Regions from separate parts of the Mus musculus genome. Here region 1 is linked to region 2. A link is a contact called in public Micro-C data. All regions are on one chromosome and are shown on one strand. Each heading gives the region's core, a stretch centred on a gene start, on an enhancer-like site or on the middle of the called end of the contact. The rest is flanking DNA. Distances are from core to core; before and after follow the strand shown.

Evidence for each region. A called contact is a pair of places that touch in the nucleus more often than the background predicts.
Region 1: a contact with region 2 is called in a Micro-C map of the G1E-ER4 cell line. The contact joins the enhancer-like site here to the promoter of Inka2 in region 2. A contact is called at or near these places in 1 of 39 promoter capture datasets (macrophages), 4 of 484 Hi-C or Micro-C datasets (the G1E-ER4 cell line, female germline stem cell-derived STRA8 germ cells and muscle stem cells) and 3 of 9 other capture datasets (adipose tissue, liver and pancreatic islet).

What each region holds. Positions count from the first base shown.
Region 1 is chr3:105,760,151-105,765,638 of GRCm38.p6, reverse strand. The region is part of intron 1 of Rap1a (RAS-related protein 1a); the gene reads left to right. Among named protein-coding and RNA genes, the nearest start is that of Rap1a, 38 kb to the left of the region's middle. Within about 2 kb of position 2,003, at least 80 of the 459 cell types and tissues checked have an H3K27ac peak or open chromatin away from gene starts, as enhancers often do. A contact at or near this core is called in the G1E-ER4 cell line, liver and muscle stem cells, where this site is marked.
Region 2 is chr3:105,701,993-105,707,474 of GRCm38.p6, reverse strand. It overlaps Inka2 (inka box actin regulator 2), which reads right to left and starts at 2,876. Exons shown (of 2, transcript NM_175398.4): 1 at 2,650-2,876. The coding sequence starts at 2,706.

The DNA of each region.
Region 1 (5,488 bases), core at 754-3,253, 59 kb before region 2:
GTCTCCTGTAAAACATAATTTGGCTGTGTTTGTGAAGATTTATTTCTGAGGTCCCTATTTTCTACAATTCCTCTATATATTCATTTCTACACTGTTAAGAACATGAGGTTCTTAATAGATGTGGGGGTGCCTGCCTCTAGTCTCAGCACTTGGGAGGCACTGAGGCTGAAAGATGGCTTCTAGTCTACATAGTGAGTTTCATTCCAGCCAGAGATACATAAAAAGACCCTGCCTCGTATACTCATATAACAGCAAAATACTAACTTCTCCTTTAATTTCTTTTTTAAAACTTGGAATAGTAGAAATATATTGTTTCCAAATATTTGGAGATTCTCATATCTTTGCTACTGATTCTAAATTTGATTCTATCAGTTAGGATATATTTTGCTCCATGCAGTTAATTTTTTTATTATATATATTAAGTACGCAGCTTAATATTATACATATTAAGTACACAGTTTCTTAAAAGACTAAAGATCATAATGTCTAGAACTGAGAAAATAAGTAAATAAAGTTATATAAAAGAACAAACATAAAGACTTGTTATATATTCAGAAAACTGACTTTTTTAAAGTTCACTTATTTAAAAATATTGATACAGGATGTAAGCCATTAACTATTGCTTCACTGCCTTAAAGAACAATTTTATTAGTGCTGCTTATGTGGAGAGACGAAAACTACTCATGTGACTATCATGTCTTAGTGACACAATTCAATGGGGGCATTTTTATATTATGGAAAAGATAACAAGTTTAAGTATTGATCATTTTAGAAATACTGCCTAAACATTTAAATATACATTCCTTCCCCAATCTATTCTAATACAGTTTATGGACTATTAAGTCAAGCTTCAGAAGTTAAACTTTTAGCATTGATATAGTCAAGCTGTAAAAGGAACTGAGACTGGATTCTGACAGTTTTTCTTTCTTACATAGAGCACTATCTATTAGAAATGAGGATGTTAACTATTCCACACTGGAATCAGTTTCAAAGATGAGGCCAGGAAACCATGAAATGGATTGAAAAGGGATGAAAAGTGATGGGGAAGAGGAGCAGGCTCACCACAGCAGAGCATAGCAATTTCGTGGAAAACAAAAGGCATTTTGTATGGATTAAATTCCCTTACATTTATTGAGACTTGTATTTATAGTATAGAGTATTTACTCTGTTGGTAAATTTTTATATCCCCTGAAAAACAATATATATTCTATTGTTGTTGGTGGAATATTCTCTGAGTGTGGGTCAACCCTGTCCTTACTGGCTTTGCCTATTAGATCTGTCAGTTACTGACAGGTGCTATCATCTGTCAGTACAGTACTATTATTATAAGCAAATGTGAGAGATTTGTTTCTGTTCTCCTTGTTTATACATTTTGGTATGTTGTGTATTCATTTCCAGCAAATGTTATTTGTTAGATCAGCAAAAGGAAAAGTGAAGTTTATGGTTTAAACCATTGTCATTTCTAAAGAATCTCACAGTTCTTGCAAGGTAGGCCTGTTGATGACAAATCTGTTCAGTTGTTGTTTGTAGAAGTCTTTTCTCCCTCATTTTGAAGGATAATTGACCTAGATACACAATTATATTGCGGCAGATTTTGTCTGAATGATTTAAACATTTTGCTTTATATCCTTTTTTGTGGTTGGAAGAAAATTCTGATGTAATTCTTATCTTAGCTCCTCCTCCCTCTGGCTCTTTTGGCCATTTTACTCTTTGTTTTATTTTCTTGCTGTCTGAGTATCTGCCCAAGTAGATGTTTTTATGTTCACTCTACTTGGTGTCCTCTGCATTTTCTGAGTTTGTGGTTTAATGTTTTTCTTGTTTGTTTATTTTTTAGCAGTCTCCCCCTCTTCCCAGATCCTCTGCTTGGCTTCATCTTCAACTTGGAAACTAATTCTTGCCACCTCCACTGCAGCTGCTTTGGTCCATGCTGTCTTGGGTGCTTGCGGTTGTCTTCATTCTTCTTCCTGCCTTTGCCCTTTATCTATTTCATAGCTAGAGGAAGCTTGACAGCCTCTCTGCTCAGTCATCCAGTGGCTTCCTGTCTCATGCCAGCTAACAGCCAAAGTCTTTGCCATGGCCTGAAAGGCTGGATTTAGCTCCGTTTAGGATCTTCTAGTAATTAATCCCTATTGCTTGCCAGTCTTAGGGCCCTCTTTTTCTTATGGAAGTTGCCAGTCTTCTGGAGGCTTTGCCACCTTGCTCTTTTGCACACCTCTGTTCTTTAATTTCCTCTGGCCCCCACACACTCAAATACTGCTTTTGAAAACATAAACCACATCGTCCATGAGCTCCTTTCCCCATTTTGCTGCGTCATTATTCTCTGAAGTGTTTGTTTGTTTGTTTGTGTTACTGGGAATTCAAACCAGGCCCCATCTCCTCACTAAAGCATTTTACCTGCAGAGGAAATCTCTGGCAGAGGAGAATATGGTACACTGAAGAAAATGAATGAAAGCCAATTATGCTGGACTGTTGAGAACAGAGGGGGCACATTGTAAGATAAATCTAGGGAGGGATTTAGAGTTCAAATTATAATGTTCCCTCTTAGGCCTTAAGCATTTCTATCTTTATATTTAAAGGTAATGGTGGTCACTAATAAATCATATTACTCACTTGGAGGGTTATAAGGAAGTAGTTACTAAAGTGACTGATTTGTCATGTTATGAAAATCATCCCAGCTACTTTGTAAAGAATAGAGTGGAGGGGGTATATTACTTACTTTTTGGGGTTTTGTTTGTTTGTTTGTTTGTTTGTTTTCTGTGATAAAACACTGTGACGAAAGCAACTTATAAAAGAAAGTGTTTAATTGGTTGGGCTTACAGTTTCGGAGGGTTGGGGTCCACCATGACAGAGCCCTGTGGTAGCAAGCAGCAGGCACGTTAGCTAGTGCAGCAGTGAGAGCTCACATCTCAAACAGAAAGAATGAGTGCACTAGGAATAATGAGAGGTTTTGGAAGCCTCAAATTTTGACCCTGTAACATACTTGCCTCAAACAGGGCTACACCTAATCCTTCTCAAACTGGATTTACCAACTGGGTACCCTGTATTCAAATATATGAGCCTACACTGGCCATTCTAATTAAAATCACCACAGGGAAAAGACTGAGTTTGCTGCAATCAGATGACAGTTGGTTCCAGTGATTTAGGTGTCAGTTTTTGGTAGGTTGTTGATGACCATTTAAAAAAGAATGGTTGGAGCAGTAAACCTTCAATGAAATATATTTATAAATATCCTTAATTAGCAATTTTTATCTCCTAATTTTTATCTCATCAGAATGAGCTTTCTAATTTTATACAATCTTTTGATTCTATTTTGAGAAAATAGAATGTCTGATGTAATGTAGATCTTTAATACACATCCTAGAAAGCCCTGTGTCCTTTTGTATGTTTCTTAACATATAGCACAAAATCAAGCATCTCTATTATTTAACTTTCATTTACATTAGAGCTAGACTTGGTTTTGTTTTCACCCTTTATTTTGGAGTATAAGGCAACATTATAGTTTCAGATTGTTAAATAAACCATATGTAATAAAGTGTTGACAGGAAATATGACCTGAGTTCTGGAAGAGTGGCTGTTCTCCATTTGAGTGTATAGGAAAGAGAACAGGTGTGAGGTCATCTCCAAAGGAGAAGAGAACACATACTCAGTGGCTGCGACTCACTGGGGGCAGGGGGGCAAGGAGGCTGGGAAGTGTTGCTCTTCCCACACTACCTTGTGCTACCCCTAGAAACCTACCTGTGCTTTTATACAAGTCTGCTCTGTTTCTAATTGCTACCGTGTTGGGGTCAACTTTTGTACTACATGTTTTCTCAACACTACCACTAAATGCACAGTCAAAGATAATCAGAGAACCTAGAGTGTAAAGTGCCTCTTGCCTAATTAATTGTTATACTCATTTTGCATAAACCAGGCCTGTTTTGGGGTTTCTTTACCTCCAAAGTGAAGACCATTCATTTTCTCCAATGTAGCCCTTCCCTACAGCTAACCTCCAATGGAAAAGAATCCAAATCTGCTTTGGGTTTTATCAATTCCAGTTGGCAAAATAAACTTTTCAATGAGACAATGCCTGCAGGCAATGTGTTGTGTTGTTTTGTTTCAGCTTCAAAAAAGCTGACTAACTTTGTCCCCTGGTTTTGTTGTGGCAGCAAAGTGCCTTCGACTTCCCAGCATCACCTCAGGCTAGGGCCACTTCAATTGTAGACCAATTCTGTACCTTTCAATCTAAGGTTAAGAATCAGTATGTATCCTCCAGCTGCCTTGTAATTTAGGGTTCCTACATTGATAGGGTTGGTGAACGTTGTGTGTATATTATCTTATTTGTTGTTCACACCAGTGTTTTTGAACTGGTAAAGATTAACCAATATCTCATTTTCCAGCCCCATTTTCATTCGATTCTAAAGGCTTCCTAGGTTATTGAACTGGGAACTCAGTGGGAAAGATGGACATTAGTGTTCAATAAAATCTCGCTTTGAATCCAGCCTTAATTATTTCATGCAGTATTTATTGAATATCAACCATTCCCAAGTACTGTTTGAGGTACTAGGATGGCGTCTTTCTTTATAATATTAGGGAAGATATATTAACCTTGAAGCTGCTAAAAATTAAAATATATTATTAGTAGGCAGCTTGAAAAAAATTGTTTCCTTCCCTTCCTGTGGTCTTCCTCCAGTTTATTCCCTGCTGACACCCCCCTCCCCCCCATTCCATTCTACGTGGTGCTTACAGGGCTCTTTCCTGCTTTGTAATACAGATGTTCTAGGTTCTTAGGATATTATAGGAGACCACAGTAACCTGATGCCTGCTAAATCCATCCTTTGTGGGACTGGAGAAATAGCTAAATTGCCAGTTGTGCTTGCTGCTCTTGTAGAGAACCAGAGTTCAGTTCCCAGCACCTACATCAGATGACTTAAAACTACCTGTAACTCTAGCTCCAGGGGATTCAACACTCTCTTCTGGCTTCTGTGGTTATTAGCACTTACATGCCACACCCTCATACAGACACATAAATACTACGTGGTTGTTCCTCCTCTCACTTTATGTGTTACAGTAAAAGCTCACTAGCTTACTCCAAGTCTCTTGAATCTGCCCCCCACCCCGAAATTCCACATCCTTTATACTCTACTTGTACTGTCTTCCTCTCCTGGCCTTCAAGTATTACATATAAAACACAGTGATGTATACTCTTTACACCCCCTCCCATCGCCTTCCAAAGGTGAGCCTGTGTATAAATGCAAGTTTCTGTATCGTGTATATGGGTAGAGGCAAGTTGACATGTTAGCCAGTGAACTCTGAAGTCAAATTGCTTTAGTTTGAATCATGCCTTTTCTTTTTAGATATGGACTCGTTAGCATATTATCTATTAATTAGTTCTTACCTTCTGAGCTTAGTATGACTTCCTCCTTCACAGCTGACACTGGAGGTTGAACCTGTGGCCTTGCCTACACCAAGCAGATATATTGCCACTATACTATGTCCTCAGGCCCCTTAG
Region 2 (5,482 bases), core at 1,627-4,126:
GTGTCAAGGAAAGAAATGGGTAAAAGAGGGAACATGGGATGCCCTGGACAAAGACAATTTCACAACCTGTTAAAGTTGCCTTTTGCAACAGGTTCATCCCGTAGGGTCTACAGGGCATTCTTGACAGGAATTTAATACAATAAGCAAATGCAGACCTTAATCAGAATTGCATGAGGCATTCCTGGGCAAGAACCAGAAAGAAGACAGTCCTTTTGGATGGCACAGAAGATCCCGTCTGGAGTGAACCAACCGCACACAAAAGCCTGTATGTAATGTTTGTAATACTTAGGCCACTACAGCCTGAGAGTATAGAGAAGCCCAAGGGTCCCTATCCACGCCATAGCCAAGATCCACAAATTCAATCCCTACAGTCTATGGAGGAAGGCAGCTCAGGTGCGGGCCCAGGCTAACAGCACTTTGCTTTCCTCTTTGCTCCAATTAGGGATAGTGAGGCTCAGAGGTCAGCTTTGCTATTGGGATACTGAGGTGAGGCAGCAGGGGGTGAAACACTGATAGCTCTGCCCATTGCTCTGCTGGGACTCTTCTTCAGTAAGCTGATGGTGGGGAGGGAGCAGGGGACCACGGGGTGGGGAGTGAAGAACTTTGCCATCAGAGTGTCATTCTGGGCCCTGGGCCAGGCAGTTGGCTTCCTCTCCAAGATAGTCAAAGGCTGGAGATGCTCAGACAAAAGGCCAAATGAAAACCGAAGGGGAGTGGGTGACTTTAGTCTCTCCTTCTCCCAGGCACAGGGACTCAAGGCCTTGGTGGGGGTTTGCAGATCAAAATCTGGGAGCTCAGCTCAGTGCAGATTTCTTTTCTTTCTTAAAAAATTCTCTTGACATCAGCAGACTGTCTTCTCCCCCACCACCTCCCACATAGAGTGCCATAAAATGCAAATCAGTTAAGATTTAGAAAATCCATCCCCATGCCAGGAACACCCACAGACCCTCTATAGATGCTTCTCCTGGTGTGGTGGCATGATCCCAGGTGCCAGGCACAAAGAGGATAGATACTATTAGAATCTGTTCTTTTCTCAGCATGGGCTTTGATCCTCAGCCATGATCTTGGTCTTTCTGGTACTGGCCACGTGAAGTGGGACCGTGAGCAGGGGACTTTATTTATGGTCCAAGACCACCATCCCAAACTAGCATGGCATGCATATGTAAACTGATAAGGTACAGGACCTGGTACAGTTCGGAAGAGCAGCAAAGACGTGTTTTGGAGCGCTAGTAACTTTCATATCTGCATGTCATCACAGAAAGGGCTCAGAGGGAAGGACTAAGGAAGTGAACTATAACGTGAAAAGGCAGTCTCTTGGACCAGACCGGACAAGACTAGGGCCAGGTCGTCTTGGTCAGGAGCATCAATGAAAGCACCTGCTATTCTACTTCTGCTTCCTCTCTCCACCCTACTACCACCAAAGCCTGCCTGTTACACATTGCCAGGCAGGCAGAGTGGAATCTCTGCAGCTAGGACTGGAAAGGTTATCTCTCGGGATCTTAAGAAGCCTGAGCTGGGCACTCTCTGAATCCAGATCTGCCTGGGTGACCTGACTGAATAGAAGAAAGAAGGAGCTAAGTGAGCCAGGAGGGCCTACTGCCATGGGAGATAAAAATGAAGGAGACATTGAGAGGTGGAGTGGGAGGTAGAAGCTAAGGCAGTCTAGATGGAGAAGGGACGGGCGGAGCTGAGAAAAGACGCACATTACCTACCTATCTGTCTGAATCCTGGTGGTAAAGGAAAACCAGAAGGGAGGGAGAAAGGGAGGGAAGGAGGGGAAGGAGGAGGGAGAGGGGAAAGAGGAGAGAGAAGAGAGACAAGAGGAGAGAGAGGCAAGAGAAAGAAATCAGAATTCACCTGGCTTCCCTAACACAGCCTTAACAGTCACTTATCCCTCTTCAGTGATTCATCCCCCCACTCCAGGGTAGCATACTCACCCTCAGCACCCCGAGGCCCCGCACACTCCCAGCGCACTCCCCAAGCCCAGACCTGACATCTGGCCGAGCCTCCACAACTCCCGCTCCGCGATCTGCCAGGCGGCACCCCTCCTCCCCCGTCATTACAGCTGCCACCCCCCTCCCTGCTGGCAGACAAGCCCGGGCAGACAGCCGGCCAAGCCTGCCCCCGCAGCCGCGCCAGCTCTGCCAAGCCCAGCAGAGCTGGGGGCCCCGGGCGGTGCCAGCTCCCCACGAGCGAGCGAGCAGTCCAGCCTGACCTCCTGCACAGGGCAGGGACCTGTCTGCGCGCTTCAGGAGCCCGGCACCCGACCACTGGCGCCCGATGCCTGTGCCTGTCATTCCTGCGACTCTGGACACTTGAGCCTTACTCCGTCCGTGTGCCTGTCCCCTCTGGGTGTGTCCTCCTTTCTCTTCAGTTGTTCTGTCACATTCAACTTATCTGGGTGCTCTGACTCCCTGTTACTTGTCCATATCTCATCAGAAATCTTTGCCAAAGTTTGTTACCTCTGAGCAACGTCCCTAGCCTCTACCTACCAGTTGGCATCCTCTCTCCTCTCCTCTCCTCTCCTCCCCTCTCCTCTCCGCTTCCGCCCGGTGCACGGAGCGCGGGGGGGGGGGGGGGGGGCAAGTCAGGTACCTAGGTCTGGGTGGAGCAGTCCTCCCTGTCCCCAGGCTCCTGCTCCGATCTTACCAGCTCCTGTTTGAGGCGACGCAGATAGCAGTCCATGTCCTTGCTCTCCTTTGTCATTCGCCCATTTGCTGGGCTCGGGCTCACGAGAAAGTAGGGTTCTCAGTGCGCTCCGCGCCCTTATCCGCGCTGAGCCGAGCCTCAGCTCCAGCGTGGGGACTTAGAGCGGCGTTCCCCGCTGCTGCCGCTCAATGCCCGGGATAGGGGCGGAGGAAAAGTGCAGCAGCCAATGAGAACTCAGAAGGGGTATCTTCGGCCAATGGGAAGAGCGGTCGGGGAGGGGGGGTGCTCGGGCCTGGCGACCCGAGAAAGTCTGTCACCGGCCTTGCAGACAGCAGCAACTACTGGGAGACTCGCAGAGGTCTTGATTAGGTTCTGGGTTCTGTGGGGCATGGAACTGGCAAAGCCCCCAGTCAAGTGCATTCATTGTCTATTATAAAGGAAGAACGCAGTTTTAGGATTGAGGACTAGGACTAGGCAGGAGGGTCACAGTGTTGAATCTTAACTCCTTTCAGAGAAGAAAACGCTCTCCTTTGCCTTCCCCTTAAATCCCTCAGAAGCCTTTTCTTTCTAAAGAGGGTCCTGGAAGTTCACGGCTCCATTTCATCTCCTCCGGGCCCACTCCTCTCTAGCGCTAGCGGAAGGAAGCGGCTTCCGCTAGGTCTCAGCTGGTGTGGCAGTCTATTGTGTTCAAGGTAGACCTGGTGATACTGAGTAAGAGAGACAAGGTCTCAGCCTTGCATAACTTTTATCGTGGAGGAGAAGGAACTATGAGACAAACAAGTAAATATGAGGATAGTCACTTCAGAGAGCGAATTTTAATGGAAGATTTAAAGATGGGGTGTTGGGAGCTGTTTCAATAGAGTTGGCAGGGAGTGGAGAAACAGGCCTTTCCCTTCCTAGAACTCCCTAATGCTGGCCTTCTTGAATAGGGGAGAAGAGGACTTGAGGACGCTCTGAGGATAGTTGACAGGCATTTCCCTGGTACCCATGCAGTAACTCCTAGGGGTGTAAGGGGTGGAGTTGGGGCACAGCGAAAGGGGTGCTTCTGCAGGCCAGTCCAACTCGATACTTCTAAAGCCGGCCTCCTGGCCACTTGCCTGACTTAAGTTACCCTCGGTGAGCAAACACCTCACCATTCGGCCTGCCAGAGTAATTAGTAACAATTTGCTTTGCTTTGTTTCAAGAAAATTAATAGGGGAAAGTTTGCCCCTGGCAAGATTTTGGTGGTCTGTGTGAGACAGAACCAAAAGGATGCAAGAGAAGCCGCGAAGGGAGAAAGCAGACACTGTGGACATTCATTTGATGCCAGCCAAGATCACTTCTTCAAAAACATTTAGGGGGTAGGTGAAGAACTTGGTGACTGTGACTATGCTCCTGGCCTATCTTCTCACTCCTCTTCAGAGTGATGTGCCAGTCAGAAAGTTAGGCTGGACGGTGTTGGTGCTGTTGAATCAGTTCAAGAAAGTAGTGGGTCAGAGCAGCATCCTCCACCATGACCCTCCTAGGAAACAGAGGTGGGTTCCCCACCCTGAAGCCCCACCCCTTTTACACAGTTATATCTTCACCCTGCAGAACAGCAGCCGGTTGTAAGGAGCTCTCGGTAAACATTTGCAGATCTGTGGTTTTCTCCATCCCTGAAACCTGGGCATGAACATCTTTGGAATTTAGGGTACTGGCTGTGGTTGAACTGCCAGGAGAGGCAAGCAGTCTGAGCTCTTGACAAAAATGTAGCACTGTGGTTGGGGCAACAACTCAAATGCTTTCCTGGGCCTCAGTTTCCCCTGCATATCATTTAAACCCTTGTGAGTCTAACATATCATACTCCTTACAAACCTCTCTGCCTTTTTAAAGATTTATTTTTATGTATGTGTGTGCCACATGTGTGCAGGTACCCTGGGAGGCCAAATGAAGGTACAAATCCCACACCCTCCCCCTGGAGCAGCTGTTTACAAGCAATTTTGACTCTCCTTCCTTCCTTGTGAGTGCTAGAAATGGAACTTTGGTTTTCTGGAAGAACAGCAAATGCTCTTAAGCACTGAGCCATCTCTCCAGCCCTACAAAACTGCCTTTTGACGACCACCTGCAAAATAGTCAAGACGTAAGAATACATGTCCCATTGTGCAGGTGAAGAAAACAGCATTAGCAAGGACTGCACACATTTCATCCGCTCTGAAGATGGAGACTGAAAGACATAACTGATAACCACAATCTCTGTACAGAGATCACAAGAGATTTCCAGATAAATTAGGGGTACACATATTGTTGTATGGCTCCCCAGGATGTTGGAACACAAGTACCAGCAAGTATCTGAAGTCCTTCTATAATGCTGGGCCATTGCAAGTCTGAGGTTAGTGTGAGTAAAGAGAGAATAGGTCCCCATCTCTCCTACCTCTATCTCTCCTTCTCTCTCTATCTCTACTTCTTCCAGAAAGCAACAGCAGGGAGATGAACTGCCTTTCTGTTTCTTCCCTTTTTAAGGGCCTAAGTGATAGAGAATAAAGCCTGTTGCCATGGTTAAATAAACATGGGTAAATATTCCTGGCCTGAGGACGGGGGCTGGAGGGACATGGTTCAGTTTTGCTGAAGAGGAATCAGATGGTTCAGCCGCCATCCTCCCACCTTCTGAAACTCAGCCTAGAGAGAGACTGTGACCATCTCAATTGACAGTAAATCCTAAAGGGGTCAGAGGTCTTGAAACTGGCCACAGGCATCATTCTCAAAGGCATGTACAGTTGAAATGGACCCTGCAAAAGGCACGTGGGCATCTGCTCCAGGCAAGAGGGGATAAGTGGTCTGTAGTCTTCCTGAGGGTGGGTCCAAAGGTGTCAATCAC